Linked DNA regions of Mus musculus: region 1 is linked to region 2. Evidence: chromatin contacts called from public HiChIP or PLAC-seq data. All regions are on one chromosome and are shown on one strand. The core of a region is the stretch at or near the end of the contact, and the rest is flanking DNA. Distances in the headings are between cores, read along the strand shown.

Evidence for each region. HiChIP or PLAC-seq counts read pairs in DNA pulled down with a chosen protein or histone mark.
Region 1: an H3K4me3 HiChIP or PLAC-seq map of bone marrow-derived macrophages shows a contact between it and region 2, with 5 times the contacts expected there. The contact joins two enhancer-like sites. A contact is called at or near these places in 1 of 484 Hi-C or Micro-C datasets (embryonic stem cells) and 1 of 115 datasets of contacts at active chromatin or transcription factors (bone marrow-derived macrophages).

What each region holds. Positions count from the first base shown.
Region 1 is chr16:10,840,148-10,845,933 of GRCm38.p6, reverse strand. Rmi2 (RecQ mediated genome instability 2) reads right to left here. Exons shown (of 2, transcript NM_001162932.1): 2 at 2,699-5,786. Among named protein-coding and RNA genes, the nearest start is that of Rmi2, 8.0 kb to the right of the region's middle. Within about 2 kb of position 1,438, at least 160 of the 459 cell types and tissues checked have an H3K27ac peak or open chromatin away from gene starts, as enhancers often do. A contact at or near this core is called in bone marrow-derived macrophages, where this site is marked.
Region 2 is chr16:10,458,062-10,464,425 of GRCm38.p6, reverse strand. No RefSeq gene overlaps it. Among named protein-coding and RNA genes, the nearest start is that of Gm41420, 8.8 kb to the left of the region's middle. Within about 2 kb of position 3,040, at least 14 of the 459 cell types and tissues checked have an H3K27ac peak or open chromatin away from gene starts, as enhancers often do. A contact at or near this core is called in bone marrow-derived macrophages, where this site is marked.

The DNA of each region.
Region 1 (5,786 bases), core at 189-2,688, 380 kb before region 2:
AATACAAACAAACTAAAATCACAATAACAATAAAAACTCAAACCCAGGCCAACAAGATGGCTCTGAGGATAAAGGCACTTAGCACCGAGCCCAAAGACCTGAGTTTGAACCTTGCATCCCACCCGGTAGAAATCAAAAATCAACACCCACAATTTATCCTCTGATTTATACACCCATGCCACAGCAAATGTCCACCTACACACACACACACACACACACACACACACACACACACACAACTAGCTAACTAAATAGAAGCTTTAAAGCCCTCAAATGCCAAGGCTCCTGAGCACTGTGCCTTTACTCTGTGGCTTCTGTCTTCAACCTGAAACTCCTACAGCTTACTCTGTGTGTGTGTGTGTGTGTGTGTGTGTGTGTGTGTGTGTGTGTGTGTGTGTGTGTGTGTGTGATGTGAGTCCCCGGAGGACAGAGATGCCAAGCAAGGATTCTAAAACAACCTTGAGACCTCCCCACTCAGAAGGAGGGGTGGCAAACTCCATTTCCCAAGAGCCTACCAGCAGCATCCTTTGAAGGAAGAACCACCTCGAAGTCTCCACCTTGAAGGCTGACCTTCAAACCCCAGGTCAGGCAGGGGATGGTGGAACCAGAACTAGCCCACAGTGTGACAAGGTGGGAGCCCCTGAACGGTGTCTTCAGACACAGGCTCAAAGCTATTTGCTTGATGTAGGTCATTGTGGCTAACTGTGACTAAAGGCATATCCACTCCTTCTCCCCCATCCTGTTTTTTACTTTTCAGTTTTTCGAGACAGGGTTTCTATGTGTAGCCTTGGCTGTCCTCAAACCTGTTTTTGTTTGTTTTGTTTTGTTTTGTTTTGTCTTAAGACAGTGTCTCCTGTGGTGCATGCCTTTAATCCCAGCACTCGGGAGGCAGAGGCAGGCTGATTTCTGAGTTCAAGGCCAGCCTGGTCTATAAAGTGAGTTCCAGGACAGCCACCAGGGCTATACAGAGAAACCCTGTCTTGAAAAACAAAAGAACAAAACAAAAACAAAAACAAAAACAAGACAGTGTCTCCTGTAGCCCAGGTTGGCCCAGGCTTGCTATGTAGCCCGTGGCGACTTTGAACTTCTGATTCTCCAATTCCTTAGTGCTGAGATTCGAGGATCAAACTCAGGGTTTTGTTGATGCCAAACAAGCACTCCACACCATACACGGCCCTTGACCACCCTCTTCCTCTTTACATAGGGGCTTGTCAACAAAGGACCTGGAACCCACATTATGGCCCTGAGTGGCCTTCACCTCCAGAATGTCAGGATTACAGGTGTGCACCCCCATACCCAGGCTCCCGCTTATCCTTTCAAGAGTCAGCTAGCTGATCAGCAAACTGGAGAAGGTACCCAGCATCAACCCTGGCTGGCCAGACAGACAGAACTCAGAGCTGATCCCCGACTCCGCACAGCATATCCTCTGGTTTCTTTTTCTCTTTAATCATTAAATCACACACAAGCCAACAAAAACACGGCAGTCAGACACTCCCCTATTTCACACAGCCCTTCTTTCCCCTCCTGCAGAATTTTGCGGTAAAACTTCAGCTTTACAAGAACATGCAACAGAAAGAATTAGGGAACTCAGGCGATCCAAAACCAGCTAAGTGATGGTTTCGAATTTTTAAAATATATATAATGTAAAGCAGTTCCGAGAAAAGTGAAGTCACGGCCTAGGTTGCTTATTCTCAGTTCTTAGAAAAGAGCATTTCAAAGAGGAAGCTGAGTGGGGAGGGCACACAGGCTGCCGCCAGAGCCGCGGTCTGGCGGGTGCTCACTGATAAACTGACTTTGATTTGGCAGCTGAGAACTGAAGCCTCCGGATGCATTTTCATTTGGCGCTGTCAGGGAGGAAACAGCAGCCCCCAATAGTGAGAGTTCTGAATGTGCAGCGAAACCACAGGCTCAGTTCTGTGCTGGAGAGGCAGGCGACAGCCACTGCCCACTGCCCACTGCCGTTTGCGCCGCCCCTCCCCCCACCGCCTTGACCTCCAGCCAGCCTGCACTTTTCTATGGGTGTTTCACCAGGAGTTACGTGAGGACATGGCTGGGAAGCTGTCAGCAGCTTCGGTTCTCCAGTGGAAAAGTAGGCTTGTGCCACACACAGCTCAACAGCTACTCTGGGGTAAAACAGTTTGGGGACACCATTTTACTAAGAATCCTGTAGCAGAGATCCTGGGGCCTGCATCAAAATTAAGTTTCAGACTGGGGCTCAAGTAACAGACTGCCTAACATGCAGGAGCCAGGCTTTGAGTTTGATCCCCAGACCCACAAGAACTAGGTGTGGGGGTGCACACCTGCAATCGCAGCACCAGGGAAGTGCAGGCAGGAGGAGCTGGGCTTCATGATCATGCATAACTGCACAGTGAGATTGAGGCTAGCCTGGAACATGAGATGATGCCTCAAAATTAATTAATTTGAGACCTAAGGTATAGCTAGCTCAGCTGTAGAGTCTGCCCAGCATGCAAGAGGCCCTGGGCTCTATCTCCAGGACTGAAAAATTGTGTGTGTGTGTGCATATGCATGTGTGTGTATACTGTGTGTACCTGTGTGTCTGTTTATTAAATTCCAGTGCAATCAAAAGCAACTGATCAACTGTCCCAGACAAGGGAGACCTTAAGGAGACACGACGGCCAAGTAGAATGTGGAATCCTGGGGAAAAATGAATAAAGAAACCAGAACAAACTATAAATTTGGTTACTAACTTTTCAGTATTTGTTCATTAGTTAATTTGTTAATTAATTTTAACATCCATGCCATACTAATGTAAGATATTCATGATAGGAACCTGGTATGTCTATAATTTAAGACATCCTGGGTTTGAGCCCCAATACTGCATAAACCAAGCTTAATGGCGCACACCTGTGATCTCAATACTCAGGAAGCTGAGGCAGGAGGATCAGGAGTTCCAGGACAAACTTGGCTACAGAGACCATGCAAATAAATAGGCAAATAAAAATATAAACAGCTGCACTATTTTGGCAAATTTTCTGAGGCTCAAACAACGTACATTGGAGCTGGAGAGATGGCTCAGCAATTAAGAGCACTTGCTGCTCTTCCAGAGGACCTGAGTTTGGTTCCCAGAACCCACACAGGGATGCTCAGACCTGCTGTAACCCCAGCTCAAGATTCCAAGGTCCTCTTTTAGACTCACACACACACAAATAAAAATAGACCTAAAAAATGAATGGTTCAGCAGTCAAACACAGATCACTTTTCAACTTGGCCTTCCTTTAAAAGAAAATGTTAGCACCTTTAACACAGCACTCAGGAGGCAGAAACTCATCTGCTCTACATAATGAGTTCCAGGAAAGCCCAAGTTCAAGGCCAGTCTGAACTAGAGACACTGCCTAAAAAGGTAGGGTGGGGAAGGCAGGGTGAGGAGGGGAGGGAAGGAAGAAGGGAAGGCCAGAGAGACTGACTACTGCTGGCTGGCTGGCTGGCTGGCTGGCTGGCTGGCAGGAAGGCAGTCATGCAGAAAGATGAATCAGCTGGTAGTCTTTACGTGGGATTGTAGGGCACCATCCTCCCAGCACAACAGACATCCATCAGTTTAAAGGTCAGAGGAGGCTAGCTGGTCGAGTGCTACTCTGGCGTGTGTGAGACCCTGGGGACCCCGTGGTCCAACCCCAGTGCCATTCATTACTACTGTTTTTTTTTTTTTTTTTTTAAGATTTATTTATTATATGTAAGTACACTGTAGCTGTCTTCAGACACACCAGAAGAGGGCGTCAGATCTTGTTACAGATGGTTTGTGAGCCACCATGTGGTTGCTGGGATTTGAACTCCGGACCTTTGGAAGAGCAGTCGGGTACTCTTACCCACTGAGCCATCTCACCAGCCCTCATTACTACTATTCTTAAACCCTATTTATTTATTTATTTATTTATTTGTTTTTCGAGACAGGGTTTCTCTGTGTAGCCCTGGCTGTCCTGGAACTCACTTTGTAGACCAGGCTGGCCTCGAACTCAGAAATCCGCCTGCTTCTGCCTCCCTGGGATTAAAGGCGTGCGCTACCACCACCTGGCTCTCTTTATTTTTTAGGACTTATTTTTTTTTAAGTATTTATTTGAAGTCTATATGCTAGGTTGTGAGGGTTTTCCAGGGGCCAGAAGGCGGCGTCAGATGCCTAGGAACTACAGGGAGTTACTGAAGCTGTGAGCTACCTGGCATGGGGCTGGTAAAGTTTATTTATCAACACTCTCTCTTGGGCTCCAAAGCACCCCACGAACACATAACTAAAGATAAAATCTTTTTTTTAAGGCGTCCATGTAAGCAGGCTGGAGGAGCAGGCCTGCAATCCCAGTTAACCAGAGGCAGGAAGATGGGAAATCTGAGGTTGGCCTGAGCTACAAACTGGGCTCAAGGCCTCGATGCTTTTTCTAGGGGGTGGAGGGCAGGAAGGAGGCAGGTCTAGATCACCTGAGTCCTCATCCTCTCTTGTCCCTCGATGTCCATCTCCTGCCAGGTGACTCCTTAGCTTTTCTGGTGACAAGTACCACCTGATGCTCATGGCAATCCAGGTGAGGCTGGGTGTGGGGGCCGAGTGTGGGGTGTGGGCCACACTCTGGAGGCTGCAGCAGGAGGCCTGCCACATCTGGCTAGCCTTGAAGACACAAGAGCTGGGGCTCTAGCTCATGTGTTTGCTTAACACATACACAGCCTCAGCTTCAGTGTGCTTATGGAAACACTTTCTGTTCATTCTTTCCAAAAACCTAAAACTGTTTTAATAAATCAACATTTTAGGCTGGAAATGTGGCTCAGTAATACAGTGTTTGCTTAGCTTGCAGGAAGCCCTGGGTTCCATCCCCAGCACTGCAGACACAGTAGTGCACACCCGTAATCTCAACGGGCTGGAGGGGAGGGAAGAGAGTCATGAGCTGGAGACTACCTGAGCTATATAAGACCCTGTCTTTAAGACAAACAGATAGTAGGGCTTACTTTTAAAAACTACACCACACAAAAAATGTTACTAGGGCCGGGTGTGGTGGCGCACGCCTTTAATCCCAGCACTGGGGAGGCAGAGGCAGGCGGATTTCTGAGTTCGAGGCCAGCCTGGTCTAAAAAGTGAATTCCAGGACAGCCAGGGCTATACAGAGAAACCCTGTCTCGAAAAACAACAAAAAACAAAACAAAAAAAGTGTTACTAGGAAGAGTCCTACAGCAAGACTGTAACATAAGATGGCCTGCTGGGTCTTTGCCATCCAAATAGGAATCTAGCCTGGGTTGTCAGCAGAAAGCCAAACCCAACACTGATACAACCCCAACAGAAAGGCGTTTCATACAGAAAGGAGGCCAGGACTCTAAGCCTACAGGCTGTTCCACCTTGGATGTCTCTCCACAACAGTTTTGAAGCAGAAGTGCTTGAAAAGTCTGTCTCCATCTTGGATTTTTAAGTTCAACAGAGAATTGTGAGAATTCCCACCATTCTCAACAGCTGGCCTCAGCTTCAGTATGAGCACAATGCATATGAGAGCAAGCTGTCAGCAAGGGGCTGGTACCTGTCCCTACAAGTTGGCAATAGCTGGTGATGGGAGGCAGGCCACTATGCCATTCTGTCCTCACATCTGTAATTTTAATCCATTGGCAACAAACTGAAATTCAGAGGTATGGTCAAGGAGAAAGTGTTATCATTCGAAGAACCAGGAAATGACAACATGAGCTTTCCACGAGCTTCAGCAAGAGAAAGGCACACTTTCGCGCGCGCGCACGCGCACACACACACACACACACACACACACACACACACACACACACACGTAAGTGACGGGGGGGGGGGGGGG
Region 2 (6,364 bases), core at 1,791-4,290:
CAGCATTTGCATAGCATGTGTGAGACCCTGGGTTCAACCCCTGCACTGAGAAAGAAAAGCTCAAAGAGGGTTGACAAGACCCCTCATGGGGTAATTGTGACTGTGCTTCGAGCCCGACAACCTGAGTTCAGCTTCTGGAACTCAACGTGGAGTGACTCCATGACTGTTCTCAGGCCTCTCCAGTGAGTGTGACACACACACACACACACACACACACACACACACACACACACACACACATGCTAATGTGGGATCTTGGTGTTTAAGGACAGCCTGAGCTACATAATGAGTTGAAGGCAATCCTGGGCTATCTGAGACCCTGTCTTAACACTCTTCTGAACAGAGAATGAAGATCCTTGGATGGGAACGCTCCAAGCAGTAGTATTCATAATAGCCCCACAGTAAAAACCACCCAGTGTCCTGCCCTGGGTAAAATGGTAATTAAAAAGTTATGACCTTGAACTTCTGGTCCTCTTGCCTCTGCCTCCTAAGTGCTGGGATCACAAGTATGCACCACCATGTGCAGCCAGGAGGGCTTTTGACATTGCAACAGAGATCTAGAAATGCACTGAATGAATTTCATAGTACCTTAGCACACATGCAGCTTCAGGCTGCAAGGTGCGCACATCTGTAAGCACAGATACCTGCAAAGTTCCTTTTCAAGGTAAAGCCACATTATGCTGTGTTTGGCATGTGGACATATAATGCTTAAGGACCACAGTTCATCCTGGTACAGATTGGGTGGGCAGGGCAGACCCCTAAAGATGTGCCCTGTTGAAGATCAGGAACAGTCTCAGCCTCATTCACTGCCCATGCCCCAAGACTGCTGAGGTGAGCCCATGTGGTGTTTATCGTTATGGATAAAAATGAGCTGGTACAGAAAGCTAAATGGTCAGAGAGACATTGTGATGACATGGTAGCCTGCATGAAATCTGTAACTGAGCAAGGAGCTAGAGTTTTCTAACGAGGAGAGGAATCTTTTCTCTGTTGCTTATAAAAATGCTGTAGGAACCGGTAAATCATCTTAGAGGGTCAGCTTAAGTGTAGGGAGATACTCATTTTCACCTAGAGGTGGCCAGTGTGTGGGATGCGGAATTTTTACATGACTTACACGTCTGGCATACTACTTTTGGTACAATGTGGCTTCAGAAGAGCCAGTGTTAAAACTGCTTGCATGTCTAAGCAAAGAGAACTGCTTACATATTGGTGTGTTGGTGGGGAATAAACGGGATAACTGGTTTCTGTCACGAGTGTAGTTATTATAATGAGTTAAAGTTTGGAGCTCAATGTGAGACTGTCATACAAACAAACAACCTGTGGACACACATGGGCATAGTGTGTGTGTGTGTGTGTGTGTGTGTGTGTGTGTGTGTATGTATGTGTGTGTTCCAGACAAAGCTGTGGCCCAATTTACTCTACAAGGGCAGAAACAGTTCACATTCCATTACTTATAAAGTCCCTACTGCTTTCTTTCATTTTATTTTATTATTTTTACATATATGTATGTATGCAGGTATGTCTGCTTGCTTGCTTGCTTGCTTATTTATTTATTTATTTATTTATTTATTTATTTAAAGACAAGGGTCTTTGTAGCCCTGGCTGTCCTGGAGTTCATTTTGTAAACCAGACTGGCCTCAAACTCACAAAGATCCACCTGCCCCTGTGTCCTGAGCTGGGATTAAAGATGTGCGCCACCGCCAGGCCTGCTGTTTGCTTTCATTATTTTTGCTACAATTTTATTTGTATTTAAATATTTTAGCAATGTAAGAACAAATGTAAAAATAAAGATTCAGTAAAAATGAGTTGCTTGGTGTACCTGGCTCCATGCATGTCAAGTACATGGATAAACAAAATCCAATGTATTTAGCCTTTTTGTTGTTGTTGTTGTTATTTGCTTTTGTGATTCCCCCCCCCCCTTTTGACACTTGCCTAATATGTTTGTGCTGTAGAAATAGCTAACAGGAAAATAACTTGAGATGGCAGATAGCTTTGTTTTATTGTCTCATGAAATCTTCATGAAGAATCCAGGCTTGATTGTTAAGAACATGTCTACTAAGTGTAATTCTACAAGTAAGTGGAATAAAAGTTTTATAATTGGAGTCTTCAACTACATTTCTCTACAGATTTCCATGTACATTAGTCATTTGGTTTTTAGACTTCTCTAAAGAAAATTGTCTCTTTATTCCCTTGGCAGCTAATGGGCTTTTATCAATTTTTGATTGCAAAGTTTATCATAACAACAACAAAAAAACAAGGCTAATGTAACACCGTTACCAACTATGTCCCACATTCTTCCCTTTTTAAATTTTTTTTTATTTATTATTTTCTTTATATACATTTCAAATGTTATCCCGAAAGTCCCCTATACCCTCCCCCCCCCCGCCCCGCTCCCCTACCCGCCCACTCCCACTTCTTGGCCCTGGTGTTCCCCTGTACTGGGGCATATAAAGTTTGCAAGACCAAGGGGCCTCTCTTCCCAGTGATGGCCGACTAGGCCATCTTCTGCTACATATGCAGCTAGAGTCAAGAGCTCTGGGGGTACTGGTTAGTTCATATTGTTGTTCCACCTATAGGGTTGCAGACCCCTTCAGCTCCTTGGGTACTTTCTCTAGCTCCTCCATTACGGGCCCTGTGTTCCATCCAATAGCTGACTGTGAGCCATTCTTCCCTTTCTTGCTCCCTCTCAAAACTTGAAATGGACTTTTATTTTTCTAGGTGAGGGGGGAATCTTGGTTGGCAAAAGGCAATGTGTTCCATTTAAAATTGTGGTCTGCTGAGTTCACTAACTTAGGAAACCACAGTCTCCTGGATCCATGGTGACACTGGGCAGCACTGACTGTTAAGTTCTGTGCTTGCAAATGGCTGTGGTTCTTAAGGATTCTCTTGATGCTCTCACAGCCTGCCAGGGATTCCAGCCCTTCATTCCCATGTCAGCTGCACAGGATAACTTCTTCTTTACCATCTTATCATCACCCTTTCCGACTGTTGGCTTTGTATCTGGAAACAGGCCACATGATCTTTCTGGCTCCACTCAGTGCCTAAGATACCCACTTCCTCTGCTTGCATCCCACAGCTTCCCCTCAACCTCTTTCCTACAGCCCAGCTCTCCTCAGTTGAGCTTCTGCTTATCTCCCTGGAGATATCCATCCTGCCCTGAAGGGTCCATCCCTGGTTCCCTTTAAAATCCTTTCTGTCCCTTTCCCCAAGTAATGATGGAGCTACGTCATACCCAAAGCTCACATCCTACCAAGTATTTCTTCAGTACTTTACAGAAAACACCAAACACAAATGTCATTTTTATAGATGTGTGTTTTTTTTTCTTTTGGAATGTAACAAGAACATGGACAATGTTTTCTGTGTGTTCTCTTGTGCCTCATATACTGTAAATACTCAATAACTATTAATGATGTGGGAAAGGAGGAGGAGGAAGAAGACGAGGAGGAGGAGGAGAAGGATAAGAAGAAGAAGAAGAAGAAGAGAAGAAGAAGAAGAAGAAGAAGAAGAAGAAGAAGAAGAAGAAGAAGAAGAAGAAGAAGAAGAAGAAGCAGCAGCAGCAGCAGCAGCAACTCACTGGAAAAGCCAAGTATTTGGCCAGGATGTGGAAGATAATAGGAAGCTCTGGAAGGGAAAAGGGATGTGGGACAGGGAAGGAGGCACTGGAACATACCATTGAGCTGGTCAGTGGTGGGAACACAGTCTCCAAGAACCTCTGGAACACGAACCTCAGTGTTCCCCACCTGCTGTGAGTTGAGGGTATGCAACATGTGAATACTAGCTCCTAGGAGTTGTCAATTGGTGTAAAGCTCCTGGGGCCATAGTACACTGGTCCCTCTGGACACTGCTGCTGGGTCTGGTAGCATCTGGATGGTAAAGAAAATTCTCTATCCGAGTATAAGACCCTGTGGACATGAGAGTCTTGAGTGCTAAGAAGTCCTGGATCAGCACTAACCCTAGAAATGGCATCATAGCTACCCTCTGAAGAGTATGAGTGAGCCTTCGGGTCATGTGACAGGCATATCAGGCAAAGTCTATGGGCAGGGACAAGGCTTGGAAAGTCCCAAGGACAACTGATAAGAATAGATTGTGACTGGAGTTGATCAAGTAGTGGGGACTGTATTGGTTACTTTTGTGTTGCTATGATAACATATCTGATGGCAACAACTTAAAGGGAGAAAGATTTCATTCTGACTCAGTTTTAGAGGGTTCCAGTCCATTATGGTGGGAACATGCAGAGAAGCTCAGCTCCCAGCAATGGGAACATATGAAAGAGGCTGTTCGCTTCATGGTAGATCATGAAGCAGAGAGTGAGACAGGAAGTAGGGCAGGTATAACCTTCAGGGCCTCACAGTTACCTCTTCCTACTAGGGGATCCCCACTTCCTAAAGATTCCATCACTTCCTAAGATAGCATCAGCAGCTGGGAACAACTCTTGAGCCTGTGGGGGACGATTCAGAGTCACACAGCTAGGCTGGAGCTAGATGGCAGAGGGTTCAGGGCTGAGTCTAGAGAGTAGGTATTCAAGGATGTTGGCAGTACACAGCCTTTGGGCCACCTTACCTCAGGTGTGAACTGGAGAATGGGCAGCTGGGGAGGAAGCATGAGTTTTCTTCAAGCCTCTCTTTCCCTTCTGTGCACTGCAACTTCCGGCATGGGCTGGTGTGCCCTGCCTCACAAACTTCTAAAGGACACTTGGTGCCTGATGGGCTCCCAGAATATAGCTAGGAGGGCCTCCTGAATGTGACATTCAGAAGTGGCCATGCCTGAACCCATCAGGTTCCGTGTGGAGCCTCTCACCAAGTCTTTTCCCAAATGAATTAAAATGAAGAATCCTGGTTTACTAGGGTTTGGTGATGACGCTGAGAAATGAAAACTCAGCCTTGAGGTACCTGGCAGTGTGTACCTAGCCCTGGGGCTTGGGTGACCATCTGGATGAGGGCCTTGGAAGCAGGTGATAAAGTTACTGAGTCTCTGTAGCTGGCATCACGGTACTCACTCAACTTTTACATTGAAGTAAGGTTGATCTGCATTCTGAGGAAATTATGTAACTCCAGATGCCTTGGTTTCCCACGGTGAGATTAAAGTTTGGACCCCAATCTCAATGTGCCCTGCCCAGCCTTGTTCATGAGTCTCCTCCCTAAATTCACCCCAAGCCTTAGGGGCAATTACAGAGATCCAACGATAAATGGATTAGCTTATCAAGGACCTGCTGTCTGCCATGCTTGGTGCTAAGTGCTTTCAGTAAGGATGGACTGGCAGCATTCCCATCTGAGAGTTGCAGAGTCCAGCCTCTGAGATGTGACACCTTGTGTACAATGCTTACAAGAAGGCACTGAGACCCATGGTCTCCATCTTCTCTGAAAAAATAGGACTCGGGGCTGGGGAGCTGCTTGGTAGAAAAGCATTTGTGCTGTAAGGATGAGATCAAGTCCCCCGAATCTTTATTAATACTGAATGGGTACAGTAGCCTGTCTTGAATCCCAACATGCAGGAGGCAGAGATAGGGATCCCTGGAGTAAACTAGCTGGATAGAATAGCCAAATCAGTGAGCTCTGGGAGCCAGAGAGGTCTTGCCTCAAAACATAAGGTGGAGGGTAATGGAAGATTACACCTGAAACTAACTCTGGGCTCTGGATGCATGTTCACACATGTGCATTCACATTTGCATGAACACATGTACCACATACATAGGAATATGCACACATGTGCAACATTTTAAAACAAGAAACTGGGACTTTTCAGCCAAGATAAATAAACCAAGGTGTCCATCAATGAATGAATGAATGAATGAATGAATGAAGAAAATGTGATATATACAAACAAACACACATTTACATACACCACACATACACTTAATGGAACATTACTCAGCTATAAAACAATGAATGAGGTCTGGGTTGGGGCTGTACCTCAATTGGTAGCTTGCTTAGCATATGAAAACCCCAGATTTGGTCCCTAGCACTGAATAAAACTGGGAATAGTGATGCATGCCTATAATCCCAGCAGCTGAGCATTGTGAGGCACATCTTTAATTCCAGGACTTCAGAGGCAGGAGCAGGTAGGTCTGTGTGAGTTCAAGGCCAGCCTGGTCTATATCACAAGTTCCAGGCTACCCTGTCTCAAAAACAAACAAACAAACAAACAAACAAACAAACAAACAAGCCAAATTAAAAATCCCCTCTCGAGGGGTCCCAGAGGCAGCTTAACTCCCAGTAGCTCTGACACACTCAGGATCTCAGGATCACAGGATCCCAGAATCACAGGATCCCAGAGACAACTGATCTCTAAGAAGTTCTGACATAATCAAGATCATAGGAGGGACAGGCCCCAGTCAGATATAGAGAGGGCAGGTAGCATTAGAGATAAT